3 separate regions of the Hordeum vulgare genome follow, and regions 1 and 2 are each linked to region 3. Evidence: chromatin contacts called from public Hi-C data. All regions are on one chromosome and are shown on one strand. Each heading gives the region's core, a stretch centred on a gene start, on an enhancer-like site or on the middle of the called end of the contact. The rest is flanking DNA. Distances are from core to core; before and after follow the strand shown.

Region 1 (3,949 bases), core at 725-3,224, 490 kb after region 3:
AGGCGAGCTGGACTAGGCAGGCCGCCCGGGCCGGCTCGCGGCATCCGGAGCGGTCAGTACCCCTCAAATCCAACCATACCAAGTACACATACAAGACATCCTCTATGTCGTGGGGGTGTGGCTATATAGCCGCCGGTTTCGCTGACTGTAACGACCCACATCATGGTAGCCCGACTCTTTAGAAGCGTCGTGCCACCCACTCCGTGTTGTCGTAGCCTACGGGCAGTACCAAGCAACCAACGAGCCCTACGACCAACAAGACCCCGCAGCTGATGGGCCCCACTGGAGGCCAGAGACGCTGGCAGTAGGGGCCCACCCCTCTTTATCAGACAAGTATAAGGCTTCCGAGGATTCCTCCTAAGGCGGGGACCGATCATTTATTCCAGCCACACACACTTAAGGGAGAAAGGAGAGCCTAGAGCCCTCTTCTTACTCCTCTGATACAACTCCAAGAGCAGCATTGTACACCATGAGTTCATCATTAAGATCCTTGCAGGAGTAGGGGTGTTACCTCCACATGAGGGCCCTGAACCTAGGTGCACCATTGTGTCCGTTTGTGCTTGTGCCTAGTCCCGCATCCGGACACCGTCGACGCTCATCGGTTCCTAACTACAGGAGATAAGCCACTCATGGCATCTGTCATGAAAATACCACGACAAGCATTAAGTTGTCCTTGTCTTAGCACTTGGGGAAGAACCCTATCTTGTTTCATCTCTCTTTGGATGATTTGGACCAATGATCTATCTATGTGTATCTTTATTTGCATCTATGTGTGTTGATTTTAGTGTTTCCATCTTGTTTCTTCTCTTGTTTATCGTGTTCTTCCTCAAATCCACCTCCAATTCGTGAAGATGAGGCCATCCTAGAGGCTTGCCCTCTATCACCTTGCCTCCTTTACCAACCAAAGTTTTCTCCCCCAAAGTCCAAGACCACCTCCAATCCTCTCCTTCACCACCATTATGGATCTCGCCGGTGATACTGTTTCTTCTCCCTTGTAGTATTCACCATGGGATGCATGCCCCTAACCGGTGGTGCTCAATTCGGTGGCCAATCCCTCCCCGTACCACCCCAAGTGACGTCGGGAAGAGGATACACCTCTCTCCATGACCAATGGCCTCTGCCGCAATGGCACAATAGTAGCCAATGAGCCAGGGTGGCGCCCTAGGAACATGCACCGCTCGCACTGTGAGCGGTCATCTAGTGATGATGTGAGCACGATGGCTAGTGATGCGGCGGTGATGCCGGAAGACCGTCGACTACTTGCAACTGATGCTACAAGGGCGACACTCTGTGGCGCTGCAAAGCCAACCCCGAGCTCTCAGAAGAGGTGATCATCAGACCTTTCAAGGTTCGTTGATAGTGTTGCGATGATTGCACGATGCTACAGGGGCGTTGCCAACATTGTAACATCGGTCGGGGCGACGATGACATATAGCTCGTGATACAGTGAGTAGGCCATATGATGATGCAGCGATGGGGGCGGATGTTGCAAGGTCACATTATATGTTGCAAGCTGATCGCCGCAACTGTCGCAAGGATGACGAGCGACGCTACAGGAGGGTCATTGGGAACAGGGTGCCACACATCAATGCCAGCTGCCGCGGACGGCCACACAGAGGTGCGGTGAGGCTGTTCACAAACTATTCCTACTTGTTGTGAGCTCAAGGCGCGGTTGTGCAAGGCACCCGTGGTGCTGCAATAGCATATTGAATATGGGGATTGTAACTGTGCCGAAGCGGAGATGGGTGGGAAGGATGATCTAGTCATGGTTTTCTAAAATGAAAGGATGTGGCTAGAGATGACCGACGGTTATACGTACGCGCATAAGCTTACTCATATGGATGCACACATGCATATCATATCTCTATAAACATCTTCAAAACATTGAGTTTGCATATCATCTTAAGATTCATGAAGTCGTCATAGACATCTTAGTAGTCGACGGGAATATACCTTTCTACTAAACGCACATTGTTAAAAAGACTACAATAAATTTAGTATAATAACATCCCAATATCAAGTCTGAGACTTGAATTCTTATGAATTTGAGATATCAGTGTCCCCTAATCATCCAACCAGAGATCACGTGATCAATGGTTTTGGACTTGACTGATTTCCTAAAAAAAAAAAGATTGGCCGACCCGCATAGCCCAAAACCTAGCATCTCACAATAAACTCGCGTTCAATTACACGGAAAAAATGGGCCACCTGTAAAGCTGTGCAGAACTCCCTCTCTCGGCCTGTGGCCTCCGGACAACCAGTCAACCAGGGACGAGAGCGCGTCGCGCGCACGAGCAGGCGCCGGAGACATGGCCACGGCGGCGCACGCGAGACGGCTGGCGCCCTCGCGCGACGACCCTTTGGCCGCCCCGACGTCGGGCAAGTCTCAGTTCGACCTCTCGTCGGGGGCGGCCACGGCCGTGGTGTTCCTCTCCATCGTGCTCTGCTTCATCCTGCTCTGCACCTACTGCCGCTGCGCTCGGCAGCGGGCCATGGCGGCCGCGCGCGGCGGCCGTGCCATGCGCCACGGCTTCCCGAGCGCCCTCCTCCGCCCAGCCGACGGCGCGGCGCTCCCCGTGGTGCGCTACGCCGACGCCGGCGCTTACGCTGGCGCCAAGAAGGGGCAGCAGCCCGAGGGGGACTGCCCCGTCTGCCTCGAGGCCTTCGGCGACGACGACGGCGTCAAGGTCGTCCCGGCGTGCGGCCACGTCTTCCACGCCCCCTGCATCGACCGGTGGCTCGACGTGCGCAACTCATGCCCCGTCTGCCGGTGCGTCGTGGTCTGCTACTACGCCGACCACGCAGGCCCGGATGCCGGCCACGACGGCGACGACCAGGAGATCGTCCTGGAGCGCGTGGTCGCCATGATCGAAGCGATAAGAGAAGAGGAGGCCGCGGCGAGGCGCGCGCCGGCGACCGCGAGGGCGGGCGGGTGATGACGCGTACGTGCCTGGGGTTGTACAGGCACAGCTAACCTTACTTGGTAAGTTTATGCTGTAGCTCTGGTGTGATAGTACATAGTACAGAGTGATAATAAATTCACGATTGTGCAAGTTCTTTGAAGAACACTGAGTTGTGTATAATCAAAGCTATAGATGCAATGTGATGATTTCTTTGTTCAATAAAAATGGCTAGGAATTAGGCACCTTGATTCTGTAAATTTGAGGAAAAGCGTTCCTAACTTTGCCGGTCTATTTCGCCGTGGTAGGCTCCGAAGAGGCAAAACTAATGCAAACATATAAGAAAAAAGGTATTATTAATCATGTTAGTTGATCTAAAAGAACATTAATTATGTTAGTATTTGTTAGGATATTTGTTAAATGTATAGTTGCTAATCATTTTGAGTATGTAAAAGCACCGACTACCTTAGTTGCAGACATTATAAACCAGCTACTAAGCTATATTATCAAGGCCATCATACAATCATACATGCATAGACAGCAAGCCAGAAATTGGGAAGAAGTCTCCTCCTTGTGTTGGCTAAAGGGAGCACAAATCATTGACCCCTTCCTCGCCTGACCCTGCATCTTCAGAATAAATAAATTTAAATGGGGCCAGGCCAACAAGGAGACGTTTTCTTTTTATATATTGCTTATATTATTGGATAGGTATTAGGTGGTTGCTTTCAAAATCCAATTGTAGCCTGCGCAAATTTGTCACTTGGGAAAATTACACCCCGCTAGATAGTGACATGTCAAATACCCAATTTGAGCTTTCGCTAATGAATAAATAAAAATAAAATAAACTGAGCTATCTATCTCATCCCGGTTCCTATCAGATACTCCCTCCGTTCCTAAATATAAGACCTTTTAAAGATTGTATTATAAACTACATACGGATGTACATAGACATATTTTAGAGTATAGATTCACTCATTTTGCTCCGTATGTAATCTTCTAGTGAAATACCTAAATGGTCTTATATTTTAGAACGGAGGGAATATGATTTT
Region 2 (3,718 bases), core at 674-3,173, 410 kb before region 3:
ATTTCCCTGGCCGTACGCCGTCTCCTCTCTCAGCTCCTGCGGCTCGACTATTCCAGGACAGAAACTGCCTGCGAACACTGAACATCCCCCAACACATTTATCAGCACCAGTGGGTGGCGGAATCATTCCGCCTCACGAGCTGCGCACGCCAAAAAGCTGCAGAAACTTGGGTAAAAGTCACGGCGGCATATCATTGCTAAGTTTGTACCACTGCTCTCGTTACCTTACATCTGCACGGATGATTCCTCCTCTCCTCTCCCCTGCATCTGCATAGACAGTGGGTGGATGGCCGGATTTTTATAGTAAGATGCAGTAGCCGTCGCTGCGTTATCCATCCACTGAACGGAAGGAGTTAAGAATCCATTAGGAACCAGCAAGGGTTGCAATCAATCGAAGGGAAACAGGACGCCACCAAGCGGCAAACGTAGGAGACAAGGACGGAAGGAGACAGCAACTCCCAGCGGCAGCATAGGGCCGGCCGCGCCGGCGTCCTAGGCGCCCCACGCCAACCATCGTGCAATGAAAGCCAGGATTATTCCATGAAAGAAAAACTGCTCAAAATCACTGACGAATCACAACATCTCTCGTGCCCTAGCTTGCCGTAAGTGTTGTAGCGACCCGCCAATAACAAATTCAAAGCTGCTCCTGCTTGGCCTTGTTCAGTTAATCCTCTTGCAAGAATTGGGGGATTTGGAATTTATCCCTCCTCGACCCCTCCAAACCGAACAAGGCTAAAAATTCGGAGGAAATACAGTAGTAGAACACAAGACTGAAGAATAAATAACTAGTGCTTGTATTGGGAACGAGAGTGCTTAGACTGATACATAGTAGTAGGCGGATACAGCAGCGATCGAGCTTCTCGTTACACATCTATACAGGCTGCACCCCATGGAAGGAAATTTTAACCTATTATTACACCATCGAAGGAAATTTGACCTATTACAAGTTTACCATTGCTCCACTGACCACAGTGCTACGGCGTATCAGGTACAGTAGTAAAAAGCAAGAAGTACTGCTTCTTCTACTACCACTACTACCACTACCTAGCTATGGCTATGGGTGCCACGAACTGAACTAATCGAGTAATACGTACTAACATAGGCAGCAGCTAGTAGTAGTAGCAGCAGCATAGAGCACGAGTACAGCAGTAAAAACGCGGTACTAGCAAATCTTACACCGGCTGGCTACCGCGACTAGCACCGGCAGGCCAAAACGGCTTGGCCTGGAGGCGAGCAGGAGGGCGGCGGCTAGCTCTTGCTGGGCCCCGGCGACGGCGAGGCGCTCGGCGGAGCCACCCTGCGGCGCTTGAGCTTGGCCTTCTTCTCGGGCGGCGGCGGCGGCGCGTGCGGGCGCCAGAAGAGGCGCTCCAGCTCCTCCAGCCGCAGGCTGAACACCTCCACCTCGAACAGCCGCTTCCGGCACGGCGCGGCCGGCGCCCGCGGCTTCCTCGGCGCCGGCGGGCACGTCGGGGCCGCCTGCTTCAGATCGCTCCCCGCGCCCGTCGGCGTCCGGCAGCACTGCTCCTCCCACGCGCCCGCCTGCTGGCCTACTCCCGCCGCTACCCCGCCCGCTGTTGCGGCGGCGTCTCTGTGCGGGGTCAGCGGCGAGCGGCACGGCGAGAAGGCCGGCGCCGGCTTGTAGAACTCGGGCGACGCCGACATGGCCGGTCTCGAATCTCGATGCCGGCCTGCGCGGCACCTACTCTTGTGCCTGTAGAGAGAGGAGGAAGAAGGAAGGGTGAAGATGAGAGGGAGCTTCTTGGGTTGGTGGCGGCGGCGCGTGCGGGGTAGTGGAGGGAACGAGGGAGCTCGGGGAGGAGGAGGAGGGGAAGGTTGCTTGGGGCACTGGCCTGCTGAATGGTGATGCGAGGTGGGTTTGGGTGGGGATATGCTCCGGTTTTGGGAGAAAGGGCCCGCCTTTGTAGCCGCACTTTTGTATTGGGCGCGTGTCCTTTTGTGCCCAGCACGGCTAACTTGATTTGCTTATTGCGTTTAGGTCCTTGTACTACTAGTACTGTTTCTCTTAGTTTAGTTTGTACACAAGTGGAGCCGTATTTTTGACCTAAATCCCGCTTCGGTTTTATCTCATCTTATCCTAAGCAATCCAAGCTGCTTTAACCGTCCAACGGAAGTGTTCACTCCCTCTTCCATAAGATACATAACGTCTTGCACAAAGAGACATACATATAGCTCTTGATCATAGTTTCGATTTTATGAATATAGAAAGATTCTCGGAAGCATTTTCAATTAGGTTAGTGGTTAATTTCTCGGAAGACATACATATAGTTTTTATCTTAATTCTCGGCGTAACATTAAACAACATTTTCGTGGATGAATTTCATGAATTGTGTTATCAATTCCAACAACAAGAAATGGGTAAATCTACTACATGTATCCTTTTCAACATGTTAATCCTTATCGAAATTGCGTTGGTCAAACTTCACACATTTGATTATCAACAAAAGAGTTGTCAACATGGACAACATCAAACTTTGCAATATTGAAATATATAACTATTTTAAATAGATGATCAGAGTTGACCGAGTAAATATTCCAAAGACAAACATTTCAAACAGAGAGGGAGTAGTATTGCATAGGAATAGCATGAAAAAATTAATCTAAGAATGAGCATCACACATTGTGCACTTGATGCTTTGCCAAATTACGACTTTGAATAAACTGCAACAGACACTTGTCTTGTCTTTGAACCTAGCACATGCCCGCCTCAAAATGGCATTGCCAATCTATGCCAAGCAGGAAGTACAAGTGGCGATAGCTGAGGCCGCCTTCCGTAAGCTCACCCTTTGGAGCAAGGTCAAGGATGGGCAAGAGGATTATAATTTGCACACTGTCTATGCCATTTTTTTGGGGGAGGGGCGGTCGCTCTCCAAACTTAGAAAGCTCATAAATGACACACTCCATACTTGTGTCACGTTAGTGGGTTAATGACAACTCTTTATCGTGCCAATGTTAGACTAACCAACTTCATACCATTTGAGGAAACATCAATGCCTAAGAAAATGAGTTGGGCGGTGCAAAAGATCCGTATATTAACGATGGCGAATAATTTCTAGTTAGGTAACGTTTCATTGCAACATGCACGTGATGATCAACAAGATATTCTCTATCAACTAGTATGTCATGAAAGTAAACAACAATTTGTTGTAGCTTTAATGTCACCATTCTTCGGAGTACCCTTCCATTCTTCCTTGATAACTGCCTCTCATTTGGACGACCATTGACGCGTCAGATACCGGCTAGTCCTAGGATCTAGAGGAGAAAAGGAACAAACAATTGCACAAACATAATATAACAATAATCATATTATGGACCCCATAGGTAGAATGTGCGTGAGCATTAATCACACATCACAATGGAATAACAAATAAGAGACAAGGTAGAAGGGTTTATTTAATGATGAATGATTACCCATCTTGTAATATTGCATGCTGCGATGGAATCTCGACTGTAAGTATATCTGAGGGAGATGGAGATGGTGACTCTTGCTAGGTGGTTACATTGGCAGAGCTCATGCATGATTGAGATAACTTGGTATGAAAACAAGGGGATGGATCTAGCGTCCTCCTTCTCCTTTATATAGCGTAGAACGCGTGCAATAGGATTACAGAGGCAAAGTGTCGCGAAGTGGACCTCTCTCTCATTAGATAAGTGCCTTTAATGAACTTCTAGGGACCATTTCCGGGTATTCGTTCAATACA
Region 3 (3,698 bases), core at 911-3,410:
CCAATGATGTGGTCCCGTTATCAATGACATCCAATGTCCATGATCAAGAAACCATGATCATCTATTGATCAACGAGCTAGCCAACTGGAGGCTCACTAGGGACACATTGTGATCTATATATTCACATATGTATTACGGTTTCCGGTTAATGCAATTATCATGAATAATAGACAATTACCATGAACTAGGAAATATAATAATAACCACTTTACTATTGTCTCTAGGGAATATTTCCAACATGTGCTTCTCGCGGTGCCTCTTGCGGAAGCAAATCCGTACCTCTCATAGAAACAAAACAATGTCTCTCGAGAAAGGAAAAAAACACAAAGCACATTTTTTGGGCATCGATAACCACCACACGTGTGCTGGGAATAACACCTGGCCACACGCCCTATGGTCACACATTGGGTCATGTCACTACATACATGCACAAGTAATGAAACTGATGATGTGAGCAGAATTTTTTGTCTTTTTAGTTTTAAGAATGTTTTATCTTTTAAATAAAAAATCCGATTGAGAAATCGTTTTCACCATTAAATCTGCCGCGACGGGATCTTCGAAACTAGATCTTATATTTATATGTTACGATGACCTTTCTTGGTTAAAAATTATCATGTCTATTACACATAAATTGCCATCATGATTACACCCAAATTGTCACGATATATTTCAACTATTTTTCTTCCACGTTTAAGGTAATTTTTGACATGTTATAAAAAAGGGAATTAAGAAACTACATTTTTCATGATCCATGAAATAATTTTGACATGATTCACAAGTAAAAAAGAATTATGCCATTAATTACTTTAAAAATGCATGTCTAATGGCTCAAATTTGACATGAACCATAAACTAAAATTTTCATGATGAATTACTTAAATTTATCATGATACGTGCCTTAAAATGTGTTATGGTTCTTACAAAAAATATTTTCTATGTTTAAAATACTAGAATTGCCATGGTCAAAATACTAAAATTAGCATGATACATGAATGTAATTTGCCATGATGAATTACTAAAAGTTGCCATGATCCATTAACTAAATTTGTCGTGGTTAATTACTAAAATATTCCATGGCCAATTAATAAAAAATTATGTGAAAAGTACTTGAAATACAATGATAGCTTCAAATCTAGAAAAAACTGTTCCTCGCACCAATGAAAAAGGAAAACATGTTTTTTCATGCATTTTTTGTTTTGATTTTTTCCGACCAAAAGGTAAGAAAGACAGTTGAAAAAACAAAACACAAAAAAATGAAAAATCATTTAAAGGGCTAAAAATATGTGCGAAAAAAAATCTAGAGGAAACGTCCTAAACGTGAAATCGTGACGACGACTAAGAACGCGCACGTGACGACGACTGAGAACGCGCCAAGTGGTTGTGCGTGAAAGAAACCTTGAAAGGCTCCCGAAGAAATGCTAGATAGTTGCTCCCTAATTAGAGCATATCTAGCAGAACCAGTATAATGCCCCGACCCGTAAAATAACCGTCTAAATATGTGTCCGCACGAAAAAGTAGCAACGATCAGAACCCGCAAACGCGTTGGACCCATAAATATTTTTGGGAGGCGTGGTAAAAAGCTTCTCTCGATCTGAAAAACACAGTTTTCGCTTCGATTCTACGGTGCCATGTATCGAAAAAGTAGTTTTTGCATCTGATGATGCATTTTATCGAGGTTTCATTTTTTGTGCTGCATAATTTTTCTCATCACCATATGCATATGCATCACCCATTGGAGCAGCGTTATTATCCAAGGTAGTCTAAACCGCGGTTTTTAAAGCACTGTGGCATCATTTCTGGCACGTAAAAATCACTCATAAAATGCATCATCAAACCAACATAACATTTATTTGAAAGAAAAACTAACATAATACTCTAGCTTTACAGAAAACTACGCTAAGAATTAAGAATAGGATGTACTTCCTCCGTAAACTAATTATAAGAGTGCTTAAATAAATAAAATAATAATTTAAATGTTTTTATATTAGTTTACCGAGGAGTACTTATTTTTGAGAGGCTATAATATTTGAAGATGTGGAGCATGCTGCGTGGAATTTGACGGGCCGTTGGAGATGCTCTCACGGTCTCACTCTCACGCAGCGCTCTCCCTCAAAATAACAATAATAATAAAACCTCATCCTCTTCCTCTTCTCCCTTCTCTCTGTCACACACCCCCACTACTGCTCTCACCCAAACCCGACCCAAATTGACATAACTCCGCGGCGGCCGGCGCGATGCCCGCCGCGGCATTCGCCTCCGCGCTCGCGTCTCCTCCTCCTCCATGGGCCCCACGACCGTCCCCTCGGCACGCTAGCCTCCGCCTGCCCCCGCCAAGGAGCAGCGGCGGCGGAGGGGACAAGCCCACCACGTCGTGGGTCAGCCCCGACTGGCTCACGTCGCTGTCCCGCTCGGTGCTCGGCCGGGGAAACGACGACTCGGGGATCCCCGTCGCCTCCGCCAAGCTCGACGACGTGCAGGACCTCCTCGGGGGCGCGCTCTTCCTCCCGCTCTTCAAGTGGTTCCGCGAGGAAGGGCCCGTCTACCGCCTCGCCGCGGGGCCGCGCGACTTCGTCATCGTCAGCGACCCCGCCGTGGCCAAGCACGTCCTCCGCGGGTACGGCACGCGGTACGAGAAGGGGCTCGTCGCCGAGGTCTCCGAGTTCCTCTTTGGCTCTGGGTTCGCCATCGCCGAGGGAGCGCTCTGGACGGTGTGCTCTCTCTCTCTATCTCTCAAATGTTATTAGCGTCTCCTCTCCCACATCCCAAACTATCAGTTATCATTTTTTTTTTTGGTAGTGATACATGGCAACTGCCTACTATGCTTGTAAGCAGATGGCAACTCTCTCTCTTACCCGAATATGTTATTTTTGCCATGTCTTTTTTGTAGTGTTTTTGTGGCAATTGCCTAGTGTGCTTAGAAGCATATGGCAACTCCATGATATTATTTTTGCCTTGTCTTTCAAGTGTTATATGGCAACTGTCTAGTGTTAGTAGGTGACAACTCTTAAAGTTTTTCAAATCATGGCAACTGTAGTAGACCAGGCCATACATGGCAACAGCTACAGTTGTCCATAAATGACAACTGCACTTGACCTGAGATGGCAACTGCAGTTTGTTCAGACATGGCGATTGCAGCTGGACAATCATGACAACTGCAGTTCAGCAACCATGGCAACTGTTGACAGTCACGCGGGCGTGCGGGACCGTGGGGTAGGAGACCGGGCTTGTGGGCGTTACCTATTTTGCCCACTCGTAGGCGTCTAGGCGGGACCGCGAGACAGGAGGCTGGACGTGTGGGCATTATCTGTTTGGCCCACACGTAGGCGTGTGGGCTGGTTTTCTTAGATACCACACGAGACGTGTGGCAAGACCCCTTAATGCCCACACATGTGGGCGTTATCGCGACCCTATTTCATAAGGGAAATGATTCAAATCACCCGACTGATAACCACGTCTGCGTCTGCCGGCTTCGTGACCTTCAGATCAATTTTAATCAGATGGCTCGGAAGCAATGTATTAACTAGACTAATTTTCGCAACTGAGCCGTTGTTGCAATCCCCCCACCGCAACAAGTAATGTGTTGCGGGATCTGGATCTGGATCCTCTCGTGCTCTCCCGAGCTCCCCGTTAAGCTGACACCTCCATGTGCTGCTCCGACCGCCGCCACTGCTGCTCGCCGCCGGCAGCACACGGACGAGG

Evidence for each region. Hi-C and Micro-C count contacts between places; a contact is called where the count stands out from the background.
Region 1: a Hi-C map of leaf shows a contact between it and region 3, with 5 times the contacts expected there. The contact joins the promoter of LOC123438072 here to the promoter of LOC123437999 in region 3. A contact is called at or near these places in 3 of 6 Hi-C or Micro-C datasets (leaf and seedling).
Region 2: a Hi-C map of leaf shows a contact between it and region 3, with 4 times the contacts expected there. The contact joins the promoter of LOC123411345 here to the promoter of LOC123437999 in region 3. A contact is called at or near these places in 3 of 6 Hi-C or Micro-C datasets (leaf and seedling).

What each region holds. Positions count from the first base shown.
Region 1 is chr1H:371,341,750-371,345,698 of MorexV3_pseudomolecules_assembly, forward strand. LOC123438072 (RING-H2 finger protein ATL39-like) reads left to right here and starts at 1,975. Exons shown (of 2, transcript XM_045115753.1): 1 at 1,975-2,983. The coding sequence starts at 2,310. The coding sequence ends at 2,936.
Region 2 is chr1H:370,439,690-370,443,407 of MorexV3_pseudomolecules_assembly, forward strand. It overlaps LOC123411345 (cyclin-dependent protein kinase inhibitor SMR1-like), which reads right to left and starts at 1,924. Exons shown (of 1, transcript XM_045104279.1): 1 at 771-1,924. The coding sequence starts at 1,661. The coding sequence ends at 1,248.
Region 3 is chr1H:370,850,246-370,853,943 of MorexV3_pseudomolecules_assembly, forward strand. LOC123437999 (carotene epsilon-monooxygenase, chloroplastic) reads left to right here and starts at 2,161. Exons shown (of 12, transcript XR_006629190.1): 1 at 2,161-2,707.